Linked DNA regions of Sus scrofa: regions 1, 2 and 4 are each linked to region 3. Evidence: chromatin contacts called from public HiChIP or PLAC-seq and promoter capture Hi-C data. All regions are on one chromosome and are shown on one strand. Each heading gives the region's core, a stretch centred on a gene start, on an enhancer-like site or on the middle of the called end of the contact. The rest is flanking DNA. Distances are from core to core; before and after follow the strand shown. Region 1 holds the start of SUPV3L1 (ATP-dependent RNA helicase SUPV3L1, mitochondrial). Region 2 holds the start of SRGN (serglycin). Region 3 holds the start of DDX21 (nucleolar RNA helicase 2). Region 4 holds the start of VPS26A (vacuolar protein sorting-associated protein 26A).

The links. Promoter capture Hi-C pulls out the DNA fragments that hold promoters and counts their contacts. HiChIP or PLAC-seq counts read pairs in DNA pulled down with a chosen protein or histone mark.
Region 1: a contact with region 3 is called in an H3K27ac HiChIP or PLAC-seq map of alveolar macrophages. The contact joins the promoter of SUPV3L1 here to the promoter of DDX21 in region 3. A contact is called at or near these places in 1 of 5 promoter capture datasets (liver) and 1 of 2 datasets of contacts at active chromatin or transcription factors (alveolar macrophages).
Region 2: a contact with region 3 is called in a promoter capture Hi-C map of liver, with 3 times the contacts expected there. The contact joins the promoter of SRGN here to the promoter of DDX21 in region 3. A contact is called at or near these places in 1 of 5 promoter capture datasets (liver), 1 of 47 Hi-C or Micro-C datasets (skeletal muscle) and 1 of 2 datasets of contacts at active chromatin or transcription factors (alveolar macrophages).
Region 4: an H3K27ac HiChIP or PLAC-seq map of alveolar macrophages shows a contact between it and region 3. The contact joins the promoter of VPS26A here to the promoter of DDX21 in region 3. A contact is called at or near these places in 1 of 5 promoter capture datasets (liver) and 1 of 2 datasets of contacts at active chromatin or transcription factors (alveolar macrophages).

Annotation. Positions count from the first base shown.
Region 1 is chr14:72,243,087-72,247,473 of Sscrofa11.1, forward strand. SUPV3L1 (ATP-dependent RNA helicase SUPV3L1, mitochondrial) reads left to right here and starts at 2,440. Exons shown (of 16, transcript XM_001928898.6): 1 at 2,440-2,636; 2 at 2,639-2,792. The coding sequence starts at 2,514.
Region 2 is chr14:72,180,951-72,185,682 of Sscrofa11.1, forward strand. SRGN (serglycin) reads left to right here and starts at 2,418. Exons shown (of 3, transcript XM_013990411.2): 1 at 2,418-2,726. The coding sequence starts at 2,651.
Region 3 is chr14:72,037,794-72,042,328 of Sscrofa11.1, forward strand. DDX21 (nucleolar RNA helicase 2) reads left to right here and starts at 2,192. Exons shown (of 15, transcript XM_005657387.3): 1 at 2,192-2,376; 2 at 4,260-4,535. The coding sequence starts at 2,290. LOC106508089 (a long non-coding RNA gene) reads right to left here and starts at 2,160. Exons shown (of 3, transcript XR_001304647.2): 1 at 1,732-2,160.
Region 4 is chr14:72,208,178-72,212,868 of Sscrofa11.1, forward strand. It overlaps VPS26A (vacuolar protein sorting-associated protein 26A), which reads left to right and starts at 2,309. Exons shown (of 9, transcript XM_001925999.7): 1 at 2,309-2,441. The coding sequence starts at 2,439.

The DNA.
Region 1 (4,387 bases), core at 1,190-3,689, 210 kb after region 3:
TCTTATCTGACACCATCTCCATCTCCAGTCAGAGTTAGATGGCCTTTGTTTTACTGCCAGGGTATGCTGTGCACACCTCCAGGACTGTGCTTACCACACTTTTAGAAGACTTTTTAATTGTATAGGCTTAATAAAACTCTCAAAGATTCAGCCTGTTTTGCTATACCTTGCTTATCACAATACACGTGGAATGTGTGAATGAATGGATGTTTATTTTCCTAGCGATTATAAAAGTAAAGGTGTCTTTTAGGAAAAAAAAGAGTCTAAATGTAATTATGGATAAGAACTGTTATGCAACCTAGTATTAGAGTAAAGGAAATAGACTAGGCTCTCTAGGAATTTTATCAGACCCTGGAGACAAAGCAAGACAGAGCATAGAAGGACTGTGTGGACATAAACCACACTACCACAAGTTCTACAAATGTACTTGATAGTTGTTCAGATTGAGGAATCTGAACTACTTAATCTCTAAGACCCACTCCTGCTCTAGTATTCCATGATTCTAAGACTAAGTCTCAAAAATTCACTTAGAAATAAACAATTCAGGGAGTTCCCATCGTGGTGCATCAGAAACATATCTGACTAGGAACCATGAGGTTGCTGGTTCGATCCCTGGCCTCCATCAGTGGGTTAAGGATCCAGTGTTGCTGTGGCTGTGGTGTAGGCCAGTAGCTGCACCTCTGATTCCACCCCTAAGCCTGGAACTTCCATGTGTGACCCTAAAAAAGAAAAGAAAAATACTAGAAATGTCCGATTGTAGAATTTGGTAGGCAAGATGTGGGGCGGGGGGGAAGCTACAGAAATTTGCTGTTGCGAAACCTTATAAACCAGGTTTTGTTAATAGCAAAGGCAAAGAAGAGAGAAGTTGCTTTATTCCCTTCGACCAGGGTTATCTTTATTTCTCTCACTTCCCTTCCCTGTCCACTTATTTCTGTATTTATACATACATTCAGTGTTTTCCTGAGTATTTCTTTAGTGGTATTTTATTGGCCCTACCATGAAGGAACTATAACCCATAGCAGTGGTTCTGAAATTGTGGTCCCTGGACTAGCAGGGTCAACATCACCTGAAAACATAAATTCAAAGTCTTGGGCCCCACTCCAGATCTCCTGGGTCAGAAACTCCACGAGTAGGGCCACAACAATCTGGGGCGGTGGGCGTCGTGTTCAGTGGCTTGATGTGGGGTCTCAGTTCCCAAATCAGGGATTGAACCTGGGCTGTGGTGGTGAAAGCTCTGAGTCCTAAATCACTAGACCACCAGGGGACTCCCAACAGTTTTGTTTTAAAATCAGCTTTCTAGATGATTCTGATGCATGCTGAAGTTTGAGAACTACTACTCTAAAGACACAATTATGATAGTTTCAGTGCTATGACAGCAGTTGTACTAGGCACCCAATAATAGTTTAGAAGTATGGAGGTGAGAAACGATGACACAACTGGCCCATAGTTCCAGCACGAATAGTTCTTTGAACTCTCATTAGCCTAAGAATAATAAGTATTTCCAATGCTTAACAGGTACTGTGCCTATGACTAAGACCAGATCAGAAACTCTGAGGGCAAGGTGCTGGTCTACTTGAATCCCTTATGTTTAAAAAGTATTCTGTGAATCAAAGGTACATAGCAAACTGTTACTGAAATCCTATTTGACACATTATCACACATCACGTGCATTGTTCCTTTAACTTGCAAGACCTTACTGTTTTAAGTATAATAATAGAGATATGGAAAACCCAAATCCAACAGCATCTTTTGAATTTAACATGTAGCGACCTAATGTGACACAGTATCCAACGAATGCCAAAGAAACTAGACTTTGGTCCAGGTACAAGGGACATATTTTTGCCATGTGGTTGTGATACATCAGCTGCTAGGAGGATGTACACAAATTGCTCATATTAGAGTATAATTACTTACACACAGGTCATAACAAGGGGTTTACCTAAGCACTTGCAGAACAAAATTCCTTAGCAACAATCCTGATGGGCAGATCGTTTTGTTCTCTAACATTATTCCATTAGGAAACCAAAGTTAATAACCCAAAGAACTTTCCAGAAATGCTCTTGAAAACTTGGAGTCCCAAAGCCATGGAGAAAGGCCGACTACACCGATAGGTGCCTCTCCAAGTGGTGCGCCCTCTGAGCCCTGCCGCACTGCCCACGTGCTTCTGAATAGGGCCAGCGTCCGTCACGTGATGCACCTCGCAGGCCCCGCCTCTCAACTGTGACATCCCCAACCGGTGCCTGATTATTTTCTTTTCTTTAAAGAAAGCTGGCTCCAATTTCCAATAAAAAGAGAGAGACAGAGCACGAACTTACAAGAAGTTATCTTTTCTGATTTTTCACTTCTAAGCTTTCCTTTCCCTTTATGAACCGCCTTTCAGCACTCGGGCGTTTTCCTGGGCAGCTTTGCTGTTCTGGGTCTTTGCGGGCTGTAGGCACTGGCGTTGTGCGTCACTGTCCGCCGCCGTGTCCCCAGGCTACTCCAGCCTGCCTCCTTTCCAGTCTGCGGCCTCAATGTCCTTACCCCGGTGTGCCCTGCTGTGGGCTCGGCTCCCCGCCGGGCGCCAGGCTGGCCATCGGGCAGCCGTCTGCTCTGCCCTTCGCTCCCACACTGCGCCCTTTCCTGGGCTCTCGGGCGCGTTTCTGCCGTCGCCTGCGCCTCCTCCTCCTCCTCCGCCTCAGGAGGCTCCAAAGCCCCGAACACGTCCTTGTTCGTGCCGCTGACTGTCAAACCTCAGGGTCCCAGCGCGGATGGCGACGTCGGGGCCGAACTAACTCGCCCTCTGGACAAGAGTGAGTGCACGGGCTGGAGAAGGCGGCCAGGCTGGTGTTTGTAGGGCTGAGGAAGCTGTCCTTCCTTCCCCTGGAGACTTGCGGTCCCCTTGAGCGTTGTCACTGTGCTTGTCAATGTCCATCTCCCTTGTTGGTTTGGGAGCCGTTCAAGGCTTGGGACTGTGTCTCATTGATTCTTTAGTGTGCTGCGCCAGAAACTGGCCTTGTTCTTCTCGCTGTTCTCTGAATGGTTACATTGTCCCATCCTCTTGTGATGGGGCAGTTCACGTTTTTTGAGTCGTTAGGTGGACCACTAATTTTCTAGCATCCTCTCTCTCCTCCCCGGTGGTTCAAAACTATTGCCCCGAGAAAGGACAAGGGAGTGAGGCAGTGAAAAGCCAGAGGAGAACTTTGCTCAGGATTATTTGTCACTGACTGGGCACCTACACAAACTAGACGCAGTGTTAGGCTGTATAGTGGCTGTCAAGAGGAACCAGATTCATATCCAGATCTCTTCCACTCCAGAACCTTATATTCTCATGGGAAGGAAGGAAGCACATACAGATGACCAACTGTATTACAAACTAAAGCATGACAAGGGTGTGCTTCCCAAAGGTGGTAGGTACTCTGATCATTGTGGGCCCCAGAGAGAAAGGAATCATTTGGCATCAGCAAGTGGCAAGACCTAATCCTTTTGCTCCCCTGCAAAAAATTGTTTAGTGTTTTTCCATTGTCCCCAGTTGAAAGGGGGCTTCAATCTCTAATATGCCTGGAAGGCCCTGCCTGGTCTAGCCTGAGTACCTCTTGGAGAGGCTTCATTGCACAGCACTCTCCTTGTTTCAGCGACATTGGTGAGATGTGAGCTTGTGCTTCAGGGCCTTTAGTATATGCTACCCTTTAGGCCTAGAATACCTCTGTGATTCTTTCTTCTTCTTTTAAAATAGCAGTGACTAATAGGGAGCGTTTGCTAGAGATAAATACTGTTTTAAGCATGTGACATTTAATCTTCCTAATAACCCAGTGAAGTAGGCAGTTTTTATTCCTGTCAAATACTTACTGAATGTCTGTTACATGCTACTATGTGCCAAGCACTGTTCTGGTCAATATGGTAGGTGCTGTTTTAAAGATTTTTTTTTTTACATGTATATGTATTTTTTTTTTTTTGGTTGATTATAACACATTTAGCGATGTGAAGGTAGATTGACTTAAGTAGAAAGACAATGCATATTTGTGACAGTCATACAGCACTTAAGGGAGGGGCCTGATTTACATTTTACTTCTCTTTTCTCCATTTCCCAAATGGTAGAAAGAGAGTAGTATTTTCTCTGCTGATGTCTCTGGATTGTGAAAATCACGATAACATGTTTGGCAAAGCACTTTGAAAAGTGTAAAGGGGAGTTCCCGTCGTGGTGCAGTGGTTAGCGAATCCGACTAGGGACCATGAGGTTGTGGGTTTGGTCCCTGCCCTTGCTCAGTGGGTTAAGGATCTGGTGTTGCCGTGAGCTGTGATGTAGGTTGCAGACGAAGCTCGGAGCCTGCGTTGCTGTGGCTCTGGCGTAGGCCGGGGGCTACAGCTCCGATTAGACCCCTAGCCTGGGAACCTCCATATGCTGCGG
Region 2 (4,732 bases), core at 1,168-3,667, 140 kb after region 3:
TTTGTCACGGCTGCAGCGATGCTGGATCCTTTAACCCACTGTGCTGGGCTGGAGGTTGAACTCATATTCCTGCAGCAACCAGAGCCGCTGCAGTTAGGTTCTTAAGCCACTGTACCATGGCGAGAACTCCTAGCATTTTTCTTTTAAAAGCATCAAAAACTAGGAGTTCCCGTCGTGGCGCAGTGGTTAACGAATCCGACTAGGAACCATGAGGTTGCGGGTTCAATCCCTGGCCTTGCTCAGTGGGTTAAGGACCCGGCGTTGTCCTGAGCTGTGGTGTAGGTTGCAGATACGGCTCGGATCCAGTGTTGCTGTGGCTCTGGCGTAGGCCGGTGGCTACAGCTCCGATTCAACCCCTAGCCTGAGAACCTCCATATGCCGAGGAAGCAGTCCTAGAAAAGGCAGAAAGACAAAATAAAGCATGGAAAACTTTTTGTAGAGGTGGAGGCTTAGAGAAAGATAGGGGTCCCCTTTGGTTAATGGAAGAAGCTTTGGGCAGGAAGCTTTTGCTTTTTGAGTTTGCCCTGCCAACTCAACCCTCACGGCCATGAGCTTTGATGGGCATCCTTTCACTGGCTTCCTACACCAGCCTTAGAACTAGAACGATGGGAGAGCACAGGGTAGGTGGCCCAGCATCTCTCAGCAGGTAAGTGAGCTCAGACCCAGGACTTGGGACTGCCTCAGGCATGTGTCCTGCTCCTCTACGGCTTGAAGAGGACTAGGGAAATGAAGTTGGAGGATGACTATTTGGAAAAAAAAAAACTTGGTTGTCAGCGTAGGGGAAACAGAGCAAATGCTTATGACTGCTGCAAAAATTTTAAAAAAACCCACCATGACCCAAAGAATTAAAAATTGAAGAACTGAAATGGAAAAAGCCTCCAAAATTACCATTTTAAAGCACAAGCTGTAATCAGCTCTGAGGTTTTGCAGGGAATTTATTGAAGCTATTGACAAGGATATTATTTTGATGCCATGGTTTTAAAGTGGAGGATAGGAGTTCCTATTGTAGCTCAGTGGGTTAAGAACTTGACTAGTATCCATGAGGATGCAGGTTCCATCCCTGGCCTTGCTGAGTGGGTTAAGGATGCACCACTGCTGCAAGCTGCAGCATGGGTTGCTGTGACTGTGGTGTAGGCCAGAGGCTGCAGCTCTGATTCAGCTCCTAGCCTGGGAACTTTAATATGCCGCAGGTTCAGCCTTAAAAAGAAAATAAATAAATAAATAAATAAAGGATAGCATTAAAAGCGACCAAAGTTGAGGGAGTTATTTCCAGCTGAAACCAGTATTCCATAGTGGGGAACCCACGGGATTTGTGAGTTTGCGGATTGTTTACTGCACTCAGAAGAGTCCCTGGACACACTTCCAACTGGTTTTGAGGAAGGTCAAAATGTGCATTCTTGGAAACCTTTGTGGACTTGCACCACGGCGACTCAGCAATTAATTTCTGAGGCGCGTTCTTAGCAGGAAATGGTAAAGGAACCAGCAGGAAGCAGAGAACAAGAGAAAGGAAACTCCTCCCTCTTGTCAAAGGACAGGCAAGAGTGAGGATGAAAATGGAAAGTGGACATTGTAGGGTTAGATGTGCTGCAATGGAGAGGGTGGAAGTAAGGAAAAAGTGTGTGCCCCAAGGGCAAGGGAGTGTGATAATCTGTTGTGTTTATTATGTGGCTTAAATATGGAGCCTGTGCTTTGTGACCCTCGGTCTTCAGCACACGATCCCCAGGAGATGGGGAAACGCTATTCCTTTATTTACAGAGGGCAGTGGTTTGTATGTTTTCTGAAGTCTGCAGCCCACTGACAGGAAAACCTCCCCCTGTTTCTGACTTCTAGCTTATTAAAGGCCAGAGGATGCCAAAGTCAAGTTGAAAAGTTTTACCAGGAGGAAAAAAAAAAACAAAGTATAAATGGAATCAAATCATAAGAAATACTTGGTGTGAAGGAGCAGAGGACTGCACAATCATTTTTCTGTTTTATCCAGTTCTTTGCAACTGAAAATCTTCACTAGATTTTGAATTAGAGGGAGAGCTGATGATCTAATGGGAGAAGCTGAGTCCTCTAAGAAGAAACTGGTTATCTGAGATCCAACAACACTTTCTTGTAGATTAGAACCCAGCTTTGAAGTTTCACTTTTTGAGCATGGCTCAGTGACTTCTGCTATTGCCAACAAAAAAGAAAATCAAGAACATATTATGCAGAATGGCCTCAGTGGTGAAAAAGCAGCATCTAGCCTCCTTACTTCATCAATTGGGCAGAGGCCCCTTAATGTCAGCAATCTCTTGTTTAGATGGTTACCTGAAGAAAGAAAAAACAAACTGTCCTTTATGATGATTCTGTTTAGCAGGGGGAAAAAAAATTGTAACCGGCCAGTGGCAAACAACAAAACTTTTGAAAAAGAAGACCTGGGGAGAGTCCAGGGCAGTTTCATAATGGGTATGAATAGTTATTTTGCTGCCCTTTTTTTTTTTTTTTTTTGGTCTAAATCTTTCTGGGGTTTGATGTGGATCTCTATTTGTTCAGGAAACTGTGACGTGTGTTCTGGGCAGGGTTTGAGGTTTTGGAACCTTTTCTAAAAGGGACAGAGAGCACCCGGCTACATTTCCCTTTTGTAAGGTTGGTGTGCAGGCGGTGGAGCCAAAGTGAGCCTGTCACAATGCAGGTGCTCTTCCGGTGCAGTGGGCTTGTCCTGGCTCTAGCCATCATCCTGATTTTGGATTCTTCAGTTCAAGGTAAGACCCAGGTATCTTGTCCCTTTGTAATTTTCCTTATAAGGCCCAGGGTCCACACAAATGATTATATTAATTTTAAGGTACAGAATGTATTCTATTTGGAAAAGTGGTGCCTCCCTCAAAAAAGAAAGAAAGAAAAAGAAAGAAAGAAAAAATGATTTAGGGTCGCTGACTGAGTTTTGTTAAGTTTGCTACCAAAAAAAAAAAAAAAAAATTTAAACTGAGGCAGGTGCAGCCTTATAAGTTCTTATAATGATTGAAATGTACAGTTTTATTTTGGATGAAATGTATGGTTTATAAATTTTAAAAAACTTTTTTTAAAAGATCAAGAGGGAGTTCCCTGGTCATCGAATGGTCAGGATTTGGCGCTTTCACCACTTCGGCCCGGGTTCAACCCCTGGTCTGGGAACTGAGATCCTATATCAAGCCGCTACATGCCATGGCCAAAAATAAATAAATAAATAAAGCTCAAGAAAGGAATATAGAAAATTGGAGTTCCATTGTGGCTCAGCGATTAACGAACCCAACTAGCATCCATGAGGACGTGGGTTCAATCCCTAGCCTTGCTCAGTGGGATAAGGATCTGGCATTGCCGTGAGCTGTGGTGTAGGTCCCAGACACAGCTTGGATCTGATGTTGCTGTGACTCTGGTGTAGGCTGATGGCTACAGCTCCGATTGGACCCCTAGCCTATGAACATCCATATGCCGCAGGTGTGGTCCTAAAGAGACAAAAAGACCAAAATAAATAAATAAATAAAATAATGTTATCTGAAAGAATATGCAAAACTAGTCAGAAATTTTTTTTAAAAAAAGGAATATAGAAAATTACCTACCCCTAGGTGTCCACATAAATCCCAAATTTTAACATAATACAAAATTTTTGTAATCACCCTGACACTGGGAGATGCTATTTTTGAAATCAGAGTAAATTTTTGTATTTTTTCTTCTTTTTTTAAACTTTGTTCTTAGTGACAATTCAATTATGGTTAGACATTGTTAATGCAAACCCTCTCAGATTTTAAAGAGAGGCCAAAGAATTTTAATAATTGTGCTGTTGCTCAGAGAAACATCACATTTGGAAATTTCTTGATAGGTTTCTTTATCATTCAGGGTTGTTTAGTAAGAATGAAACAACTTAAAACCTTTAATGACTAAGAAAATGAAAATGATAAATTTGTAAGAAAAATACAATTTCTTCTCCTTTGGTAAATAAAGGTTCACGTCTGAATAAGGCAGAAAATCACAGCCTGATAAAGAGATGGGAGAACTCATAGTAGAAAAACATTAAGTTCCTCCAACTCGTAAAGGAAATATTGAGTCATAATTACACACATGAGCTGGATTTTTTTCTTCGAAGTGACTTAGTTTTCTTGTTTTTACTTCTGGTGGAAATAAAATTGTACAGATGATCTCAGATACATTCATTATGTATTGGAAATGTATAAAATCACTTTCTTCTTGTTGTGTAATCACCGAAGAAAAAAACCAGCAAGGTATGTTGCTGAAACTTTTAATCTATTTTTAAAATATCAAAAATTGTTGATTGTAAGGAATAAACTTTACTTGGATCTTTTAGAGAAAACCTTCAGCTTAATGAAATAATTCCCTAATGTCTTCTGATAAGATCCAGGCAGTGAGGTCCATGTTTGTAGCACAGACTTGAGTGGCCACTTGGTGCTGGGCCTACCCTGACCGTGAGTCTTTTTTTTGTTTGTTTGTCTTTTTAGGGCCGCACCCACAGCATATGGAGGTTCCCAGGCTAGGGGTCCAACTGGAGCTGTAACTGCAGAACTACACCACAGCCACAGCAATGCCAGATCCGAGCCACATCTTCGACGTACACCACAGTTCATGGCAATGCGGGATTCTTAACCCACTGAGGCCAGGGATCAAACCCACATCCTCATGGATACTGGCTGGGTTCGTTAACCACTGAGCTACAATGGGAACTCCAAGCTATGAGTTTTTACATCTTCAAAATTTCACAGAAATGTTTAATTCTCCA
Region 3 (4,535 bases), core at 942-3,441:
AACGAGACTGTAGATTCCTAACTGCTTTCCTGCCTGGGCATACAGCTAAAATTTTCTTCAAAGGGTTCCTTTCTTGCCCCACTACTAGTGACAGGCTAATGTGTAATGGGCACTGTCCAAAATCTTAAGGATGCAAAGATGGATAAATCAAAACTCCTGGCTCAAGGATGTCACAGAGTGTGAGTTAAAGCATCATTGTATATTTATATAAATTTATCTGGTAAAAAATTGACAACTGTGAAACATCAATAATTTGTGAAAAAAAATTTCCTTTAAACTGTCAGATTAAAAGTGCAGTAAAATTAATCTTATGAAATACATAAATAAAACTTCCAGCATTTTCCTTTGTCATAAAATGATTAATTTTGAATTGTCTTTCCACAAATCTTGACACGCTTATGAGTTTTAATAGCTCTTATTTACTGTGCTGTATGTGCCAGGTACTGCTGCACTCTTTTGATTCGTTTTATATATATATATATATATTATTATTATTATTTATTTATTTTTGTCTTTTCTAGGGCCATACCCACGGCATATGGAGGTTCCTAGGCTAGGGGTCTAATCGGAGCTGTAGCCCCTGGCCTGTGCCACAGCCACAACAATGCAGATCCCAGCTGCCTTGACCTGCATCACAGCCCATGACAACACCAGATTCTTAACCCACTAGGCGAGGCCAAGGATCGAACCCGAAACCTTATGGTTCCTAGTCGGATTCATTAACCACTGAGCCATAATGGGAGCTCTTTTGTGTGTCTGTGTGTGTCCATTATATTAATTTTGCCAGCTCCATTATGCATGAGAAACTCGGGTTCAGATTAAGAAACATATCCAAAAATCAGAGCAAGATGATGAAGGTTTACAAGGCCAGGGAAGATTTCACATGCACGCGCGCGCGCACACACACACACACCCCCAACCCACCCCATTTTTTGCTGCACCTGTTGGCATGTGGAAGTTCCTGGGCCAGGGATGGAATCCAAGACTCAGCTGTAATCTGCAGTCTATGCCACATGTGACAACACCAGATCCTTAACCCACTGTGCCTGCTGGGGGATCTAAACTGCAACTCCACAGAGACATGCTGGACAGTTAACTTAATGTGCCACTGTGGGAACTCCTCAACCGATTTTTTTTTTTTTTTTTTTTCCCTTTTGAGGGCCGCTCCTGCGGCATATGGAGGTTCCCAGGCTAGGGGTCCAATCGGAGCTGTAGCCACCGGCCTACACCAGAGACACAGCAACACAGGATCCGAGCCGCGTCTGCGACCTGCACCACAGCTCACGGCCACGCCAGATCCTTAACCCACTGAGCAAGGCCAGGGATCGAACCTGAGACCTCATGGTTCCTAGTCAGATTCGTTAACCACTGAGCCACAACAGGAACTCCCTCAACCGATTTTTTAAAATGATTTCATGATGAATTGGCTCCCAGTTCTTTGTCTCACTAGTTCTTCACAGGAAGTTTAGCGATACTGTCACAGATTATTCAATATACCACTTTTCCTCAACTGCTTGAATTCGTATAGTGTCCACATTATGCAAGACTGAGAGCCCCTGTATTTTCTAATAGAGGTCCACGTGGTTTGGGGATCCTTTCTTCAGGCCCCAAGGCCGGTTCAGTTGCCTGTCTGTGCCTTCAAAACAACTGACACTCGTCTATTTCCACCCAGCCTATAAAACGTCTTGAAGGCAAGGCTTCTGTGCTGAATCCTAGCCTTGTTTCTCATACCTGACATGGTGAATGCTCAGGGGGAGGTACGGTGAGTGCACGCAGTAATGACCAGACCTGACAGAACTCCAGTTACTATCGAGGCCAGTGAGTCTGGGCGTCTCCTTTCAAGTGTGACGTTTCCACAGGATAACCAAGAATATACGTCCTGCGCATCTGCTCGTGAAAGGAGCTTGCCAAGGCTAGCAATCTAAAATAAAGCACTGAAAAGGCGCCACTCAAAAACAGCTAAAAATCTTCCAATATCAGGCCGAGGCTAGCGAAAATCTCGCCAGTGTTTTAACGACAATAAAGCCAACCTTTGCGGTTCCTTCCGTTTACCCTTCTGAGGGTGGCTTCTAGTTCAGGCACTGTAAACACTCAACTCACACCAGCCGGCGTGAGCTGCAGCTGCTTTGGAACCACATGTGCCGCCGCCTCCCTGGGGAACTTCCGCTTCCGCAGGATGAACTCTGCTACAGGAAGTGACGGGAGCTGGGTGGGCTAAAAAGGTTGGGCTCTCTCTTCCTCTCCACGCGGTTGACGAGATCGGTCGGCCTACCCAGCAGGTGCAGAGTGATGCCGGGGAAACTTCGTAGTGACGCGGATTTGGAGTCAGAAACCGCCACGGCAAAAGTGGAGATGCCGCGAAAGCAAAATGAGAAGGTACCACCGAGGGCCGAGGGACCTGGGGCAAGGCAGGACAAGGGGCTCTGAGATGAGGGGCCTGGGCTGGCGGCGCGAGGCGCGGACCCGACTTGGCCGGTGATCGGCGTGGGTTTCGGCCAAGGGGCGCGGGAGAGTGGTCGGTGCTCTCCGCGGGCGGTGGGCGCACTGCCCGGAGGTCCGGTGGGGGGGGCGATCGCAGCTGGAGAGCCGGCCGGGTGTCCCACGTGGTCTCTGAGTCTGGGCGCTCCGCACCGGGTGAGCAAAGTAGAACGGTCACGGTTAGGCCCCCACGTTTTGGCCCAGACTGATATCTCCCGGCGTGAGTGTGCGCGGAGGGAATTGTAGGTAGGGCTTTAAAGCTTTCAGCGGGGCTGGCCAGCCCATAAGGCCATCCGCACACGTGGGCGGCGTCCGCAGTGACATTTTTTTACCATAGTAGGGAGGTACTACTTGTTTTCCGGGAAGCGGCCCTTAGAAGATAAGTTCAGTCCCTCTTAATATTTTTAGCCATATTTTCCTTGGAAATGTAAAGACATGTATTGATGCTTAACTGCACACCGTGTGCAATTACCTCGATAGCTGCCTCCCGCTCTTACTTCCTTAGATAGCGATTTAACCTGTGACTGAGTCTCTGCTCTGAGATAAGGTCACTGAGAGCAAAGATTGTCCCTGAACTTGTATACGACTTAAAATTTTCTCTCCTTGCTGTTTCTGGGTCTTTTTGATGGGGAATTTCTACAAAAACAATGTTTTGGTGTTGTAGGAAGCCGAGGTAGCGCAGACTTGTGCTCACAGGTGGGGAGGAAGTGGTCCTGGTTTACCTGCCTTGCAACTTGTTAAATTATGGGATGCTGAAATTAGAAGGGACATGACCATACTCTATTGCTTTCCAAAGGAGACCACCGGAATTGGAAATCCAGCCTCGTTTGATGGAAGCAAGGGATGAAAGAAATAAAGCTTTGAGATGGAGGAGACCAGATTATTTTTCAGCTGTCTGAAGGATGGGTCGTGTGGGAGAGATTAAGGACAGAGGCTAGGCCTGAAATTGCAGGGAGGCAGGTTTCAGCTCAGTGTAAAGTCTCACTTCTGGAGTTGACCTGGGGCTCTGCTAGAGAGGTTTTAATAGAGGCTAAAACACCTTTCCAGTTGTTTTCAGTAATACAAAGTTTTCAAAAATATGAGAAGTTGGAGAGGGTCAGACATTTCAAGCAGGAGCCATTGTCTGGTTTGGTTCTGAGATTTCACTCATTCCGTTTTCTTGTAACATGTGCTTTGTTTTTCCTTTAAATTAGATATATCTTTTTTATTCACAGAGTGATATGTTGTGGGTCTTTATACGTTTTTGATTCGTAAAGTGTCTATGTAAACTCATTGGCATTTGTGAGGTAGGCAAGGCAAATATTATGAACCCCCGTTTTGCCTGAAGAGGAATTCTAGCAGAGAAAGAAATTTTAACATCCGTCTGTGGCTATACATGGTCTCATTTGTGTATCAGAATCAAATTAACTTGTTCTTGATCACTTTCTCTACTGTATGTTGTTGGAACATGTTGGAGAATCCCATGAGCAACTCCAGGTCCCTTGTGAATATTTGATTTTGCCACTTATTTGACCAACATGAATTGTATAGTTACCAAGAGGCATTCTCTTCTAGGCTTATGAAACTATTGGTATAGGCTTATTTCCATATGGCCAAAAAATGGTATAAAAAACATACTGTTTGATTTTTACCTTTTTGCAAGGTGAAAGCACACGTGTTGGAAAATGCCCCCAAATTGTGTCGTTGATAATAACGTGACCTTGAAATAATCCAGAATTGATGTATTACACAAGTGTATCAATACTTTGTTCATTGTTTGTATTGTCTTTATTAATTTTTAGAAAGGTAGAAAGGAGAAGCCAAAATCTAGTAAGACTGAAAAGGCAGAAGAAATGGAAGAAGTGATTTCCCCCAAAGCTAAAAAAGTTAAAAAGAAAGCAGGGCCTTCTGAAGTTGACGTGGATTCTCCTAAATCCAAAAAGGCTAAAAAGAAAGAGGAGCCACCTCAAGATGACATTATTTCTCCTAAAACCAAAAGTGCGAAAAAATCAAAGGAGGCTTTGGAAAAGGAAGTTGTTTCTCCTAAAACCAAAAAAGTAATAAAAAATGAAGAGCCT
Region 4 (4,691 bases), core at 1,059-3,558, 170 kb after region 3:
ACAACACAGCCACACCAACGCAGGATCTGAGTGGTGTCTGCAACCTATGCCACTGCTCACGGCAACACCAGATCCTTAACCCACTGAGCAAGGCCAGGGGTCAAACCTGCAACCTCATGGTTCCTAGTCAGATTTGTTAACCATTGAGCCATGATGGGAACAAGAATATATGTTATTGAGCTATAGGAATTCTTTAGATATTCTGGATATCTTATCACATATATGATTTGCAAATATTTTCTCCTTTCCATAGGGTGTCTTTTCATTCTGTTGTGTCCTTTGATGCATAAAAGTTTTTAAGTTTGATGCAGTCTCATTTGTCTATCTTTGCTTTTGTTGCCTGTGCTTTTGGTGTAACAGCCAAGAAATCATTGTCAAGTCCAATGCCATGAAGTTTTTCTTCTGTGTTTTCTTCTAGGAGTTTTACAGTCTTAGGTCATACATTTAGGTCTTTAATCTGTTTTGAATTAGTTTTTGTATATAAGATACAACTTCATTCTTCTGCATGTGGATACCCAGTTTTCCCCAGACCATTTCTTGAAGATACTGTCCTTTCCCCACTGAGTCATCATTGCACCTTTGTCAAAGATCATTTTACCATATATGAGAGGACTTTTAAATTTTTTTAATAGATTTTTTTAGAGCAGTTTTATCCCAGCAAAACTGAGCAGCAAGTACAAAGTTCCCATGTATCCTCTGTTTCCCTCCACATGCTAAATACCCTTTTACTTTCCTGAAGTGAACAAAGATTACACATATTAAAGCTTTCCTCTTGGAGTAGCCGTCATGGCTCAGTGTTTAAAGAATCCATCTAGGAACCATGAGGTTGTGAGTTTGATCCCTGGCCTCGCTCAGTGGGTTAAGGATCTGGCATTGCCATGAGCTATGGTGTAGGTCGCAGGTGTGACTCGGATTCTGTTTTGCTGTGGCTCTGGCGTAGGCCGGTGGCTACAGCTCCGATGTGACCCCTAGCCTGGGAATCTCCATATGCCTCGGGAGCAGCCTTAGAAAAGGCAAAAAGACAAAATAAATAAATAAATAAAACTTTCCTCTTTTCAAATGCATGCATTTAGAGCTACAGATTGCCCTCTAAACAATATTTCAATGTATCCCATAAATTCTGTTGTCTTTTCAATATCTTTTAAACTATTTTAAAATTCCTATTGAGATGTCTTCTTTGACATAGAACTACAGAACTCTGTAGCTTAGCTTCCAAGTATTTGTGGATTTTCTGGCTATCTTTTTGTCACTTCTAGTTTAATTCTGTTGTGGTTACCGATATACACCAAGACATATTCCAAACCTCTTAAATTTGAGACTTACTTTATGGCCCTGCCTCATAAACTTGACAGTGTTTTGTTATGATGAGATAATCTGCCTTCGGACTGTCATTTTTTTTTTTTTCCTGCTTTGGTTCTGTATAGAGTGCACTATGGTACTTCAACACTAAATCTGAAATGCTACAGAATTCCACTCAGGGGCAGGTCTAGGCTTACACAACAGTGATCTAGATGCGGTTAAAGCCTGAGTATTTCTGAGCAGTAACATCCGACTTTTTTTTTTTTTTTTTGATAGCGAGTGATGCAAAAATTCCCGGGCCAGGGATCGAACCCGTGCCATAGCAGCGACCACGCCTGTTGCTTAACCCACTGAGCCATCAGGTAACTCCACACTGGACTTTTTAGAACAGCTTTCCTCACGGAAAGGCAGGGTGGTACAAATGATCTGTGAGCCCTCCACACCTCGGCGTGGATAGTTCATGAGTTATCCGTGAAACAATGGATGTAGTAACTTCTATTTTTTTTGTCTCTTCAGAGGTGATAAAGCCTAGTTCTCAAAACCCAGAAGCTCTTTGAGGGAAAGGAAGGAAGCTAGGTAGAGTTCGAGAAAGTGGAAGAATGCCTCATCCCCGGATTGAAAGAGCACATCTCTTTTCGAAGCCTAACCTAGCAGAACCTCGGGGAAACAACTCCCATTCAACTCCGCGGCCCAGTAACCCACCCGCAGAGAGTGTCTCCCGCACCAACCTTTTCTTGATCCTTCCTTCTTTCCCAGCTGCTCAAACTTCCTCAGAGAAGACGGTAGTATGGGAAGCAAACCCTGGAGGAACAACAAAGCGCTGAGCCCCAGGGAAGCCGATGTCCGCCCTGGACCCTCCCACTTGACGCTGTCTCAATGACTCCGCCCCTCCGCCGTGGGGTGGAGCACGAGGCCGCGCCTCCAAACCGCCCCGCCTCGGAGGGCCAGGCCGGCCAGTAGGGCGGGGCGAGAGGCGGGAGGCGGCCTGTGCTGGGGGAGGGGAGGCAGAGAGGGGGGGTCACGTGCAGCCGCGGCCCGAGATCACGTGACGGGGCGCCGGGGCGGAGGGAACCCGGGCTGGGAGTTCTCCTGAGAAAAGAAGAGTGAAGTGGGGGGACGCGGCGGCAGCGGCGCTGACAATGGTGAGTGCGCGGCGTATAGCGCGCTCGCCTCCAGCCCTCGCCCCAGAGCGCGCGGCGGGCCGGCCAACGGCTGGCCCAGTATCGCGGGAGGGCTGCGGGGAGCAGGAAGGGGCAGGCGGGCAGGGCGGGGAACCGGGTTAGGCCTGTCTGGCCGCCGCAGGTCGGGGAAGAGCGGGCTGCGCCGCTTCTTCCCGGTCTCGGCGAGGCCCGAGCACCTGCGGGTGGCGCCGCGTTCTCTTGGCCATGTCGGAGCCTGTGCCCGCGTTCCTTGACCGGCTGTGGGGGCCTTGGCTGGGTACTCGCACCCCGCCTCTGCGGGGGCCCTCTGCCGCCTCCCCTTCCAAGGTAGCCAGTCCCTCTGCTTCTCCTGGGCAGCCCCGCTTCCTTTCAGATGGAGTGATCCAAGAGCCCCTCGGTTCCACAGTCGGGGGGGACTTGGTCGCTCTGGTCCAATGTGTCATGAGCTTGATAAACTCCGTGATTTTTTTTTTTTTTAACTTGCGTATGGTGATATGAGGCGATTTCCTGACCCCACTTCAGCCTCGATGTTGACACTTGTAGAACGGGAGAGAAAAAGAAAAGGATATTGAAGGGAAGGACGCTTTTAATCCCAAAGACTCTAGTTTCGTGCTCGCTGCTTTGAGCTTTGGCTCTCCTTTCCTTCAAGCCATTTCTGGAAACTTACCGCTTTGGGATGTTGAAATGGCCTGGGGAGCAAAGGAGGGAGGGAAATCAGAGTACTCTCACTGCAGTTAGTGGGAAGCGCAAGCATGGGCACGATGGCGTTTAATTGTGTGTGTTGGCGATCGCCTCCAGATTGGATCTCATTTGGCTCGTTTTACGGTAGTGTTCGTTAAATCGTTTCACTTGGCGAGTATATGTTGCGCGCCTACTGTGTGCTCTCCCTAATAGTACCTGCTTTCCCAAAGCTCATCCGGTTCAGTAAACTGCTTGAGACTTTTGACTTAAAGACCAAGCTAGATTTATTAATTTTTTTTGTCTTTTGTTGTTGTTGTTGTTTCTATTGATTTATTAATTTTTTAAGTTACTTTGAATAAATAACTTTGAGTCAGAAATCGAGTTGTTTTAATTAAAAAAAGAAAGTGAGGACAGGCATGTTCTTTCTTAAACTTGCAGCCGTTTTTTCTTTCATTGAACAAATAATTACTGAGGTTCTCCCGGGGCCGCTGAGCAAGATTGAAACAGCCCTTGCTCTCTTGTAGCTTGCAGTCCAGAGGGAGATAAACATTTATTTGTGTAATCATTTGTTTAACATGTGTTAAAAAGGAGTACGGTAGGGCTGTGCCTAGTCAGGGAGTTAGAGAAGGCTTCTTTAATTGAATATAATTTGCAAAGAAAACTTAAAAGGCTATTTTTTGTTTACATTTAAAATTATTACTTTTAATAAACTTTTAAATTATGTTCAAGAGCAATTTTTATTGTCAAGTTACTCGTCAAATGATCAAATTTGTAAAGCTTTATAACACTGAAATTGGCACAGCTGTAATATATGTATGAAAATTTGCTGTTTCATTGCTTGTGTATGGGCTAAATGAATAAATTTTGAGAGCCTCTCTTGCGTCTCACCTTCAGTTACATTTCTTTATGTCTACTGGATGTAGTGAAATTTCTTCAGTGAGGGCTAAAAACTTTGTGCTTTAACATTCCCACATGTAGTTTTGCTGGATGGTAATGCTCAATATTGGGCTTAGGAATTACATGAAAAATCTTAAATTAACCCAACAGCAGTAATAGGACGTTTAGAACACAATTAGAAAACTATTAAAAATTGCTCTAATATTTTAATAGTCATATATATTGCCCTCTAGTTAAAGGCCACCTAAGAGTTTTAACGTGTATATTGCATAGTATTGTGTAGTATTGCTCCTGAAAAATCCTATATTCTGAATACTCGCTTGAAGATACCTTTTCCAGAAGAACTTGGTAGTTTTTCTCCTAAAAGATCTCAAAACTGCCTTCTATAGTTTCAGCAAAAGTCTATGTTAATGCTTCCTAACCTTCTTTGCCACTTTTATTCTATTTCCTTCCAGTCTGACAGTTTCGTAGTTTTTTTCTCTCTTTATATCAGGAGAAGTATTACAGTTTGATTGTGAATAAATTAAGAACAATTTTAATTTGTGACTTTCTGTTTGAAATGACAGAAGATGCACATCTTGAAATAAAAACTTTAGAAACAGGACTTTGGGTAGAGAATCTTTCAATTCCTTTTAGAAAGAAAACAAAGTTTTT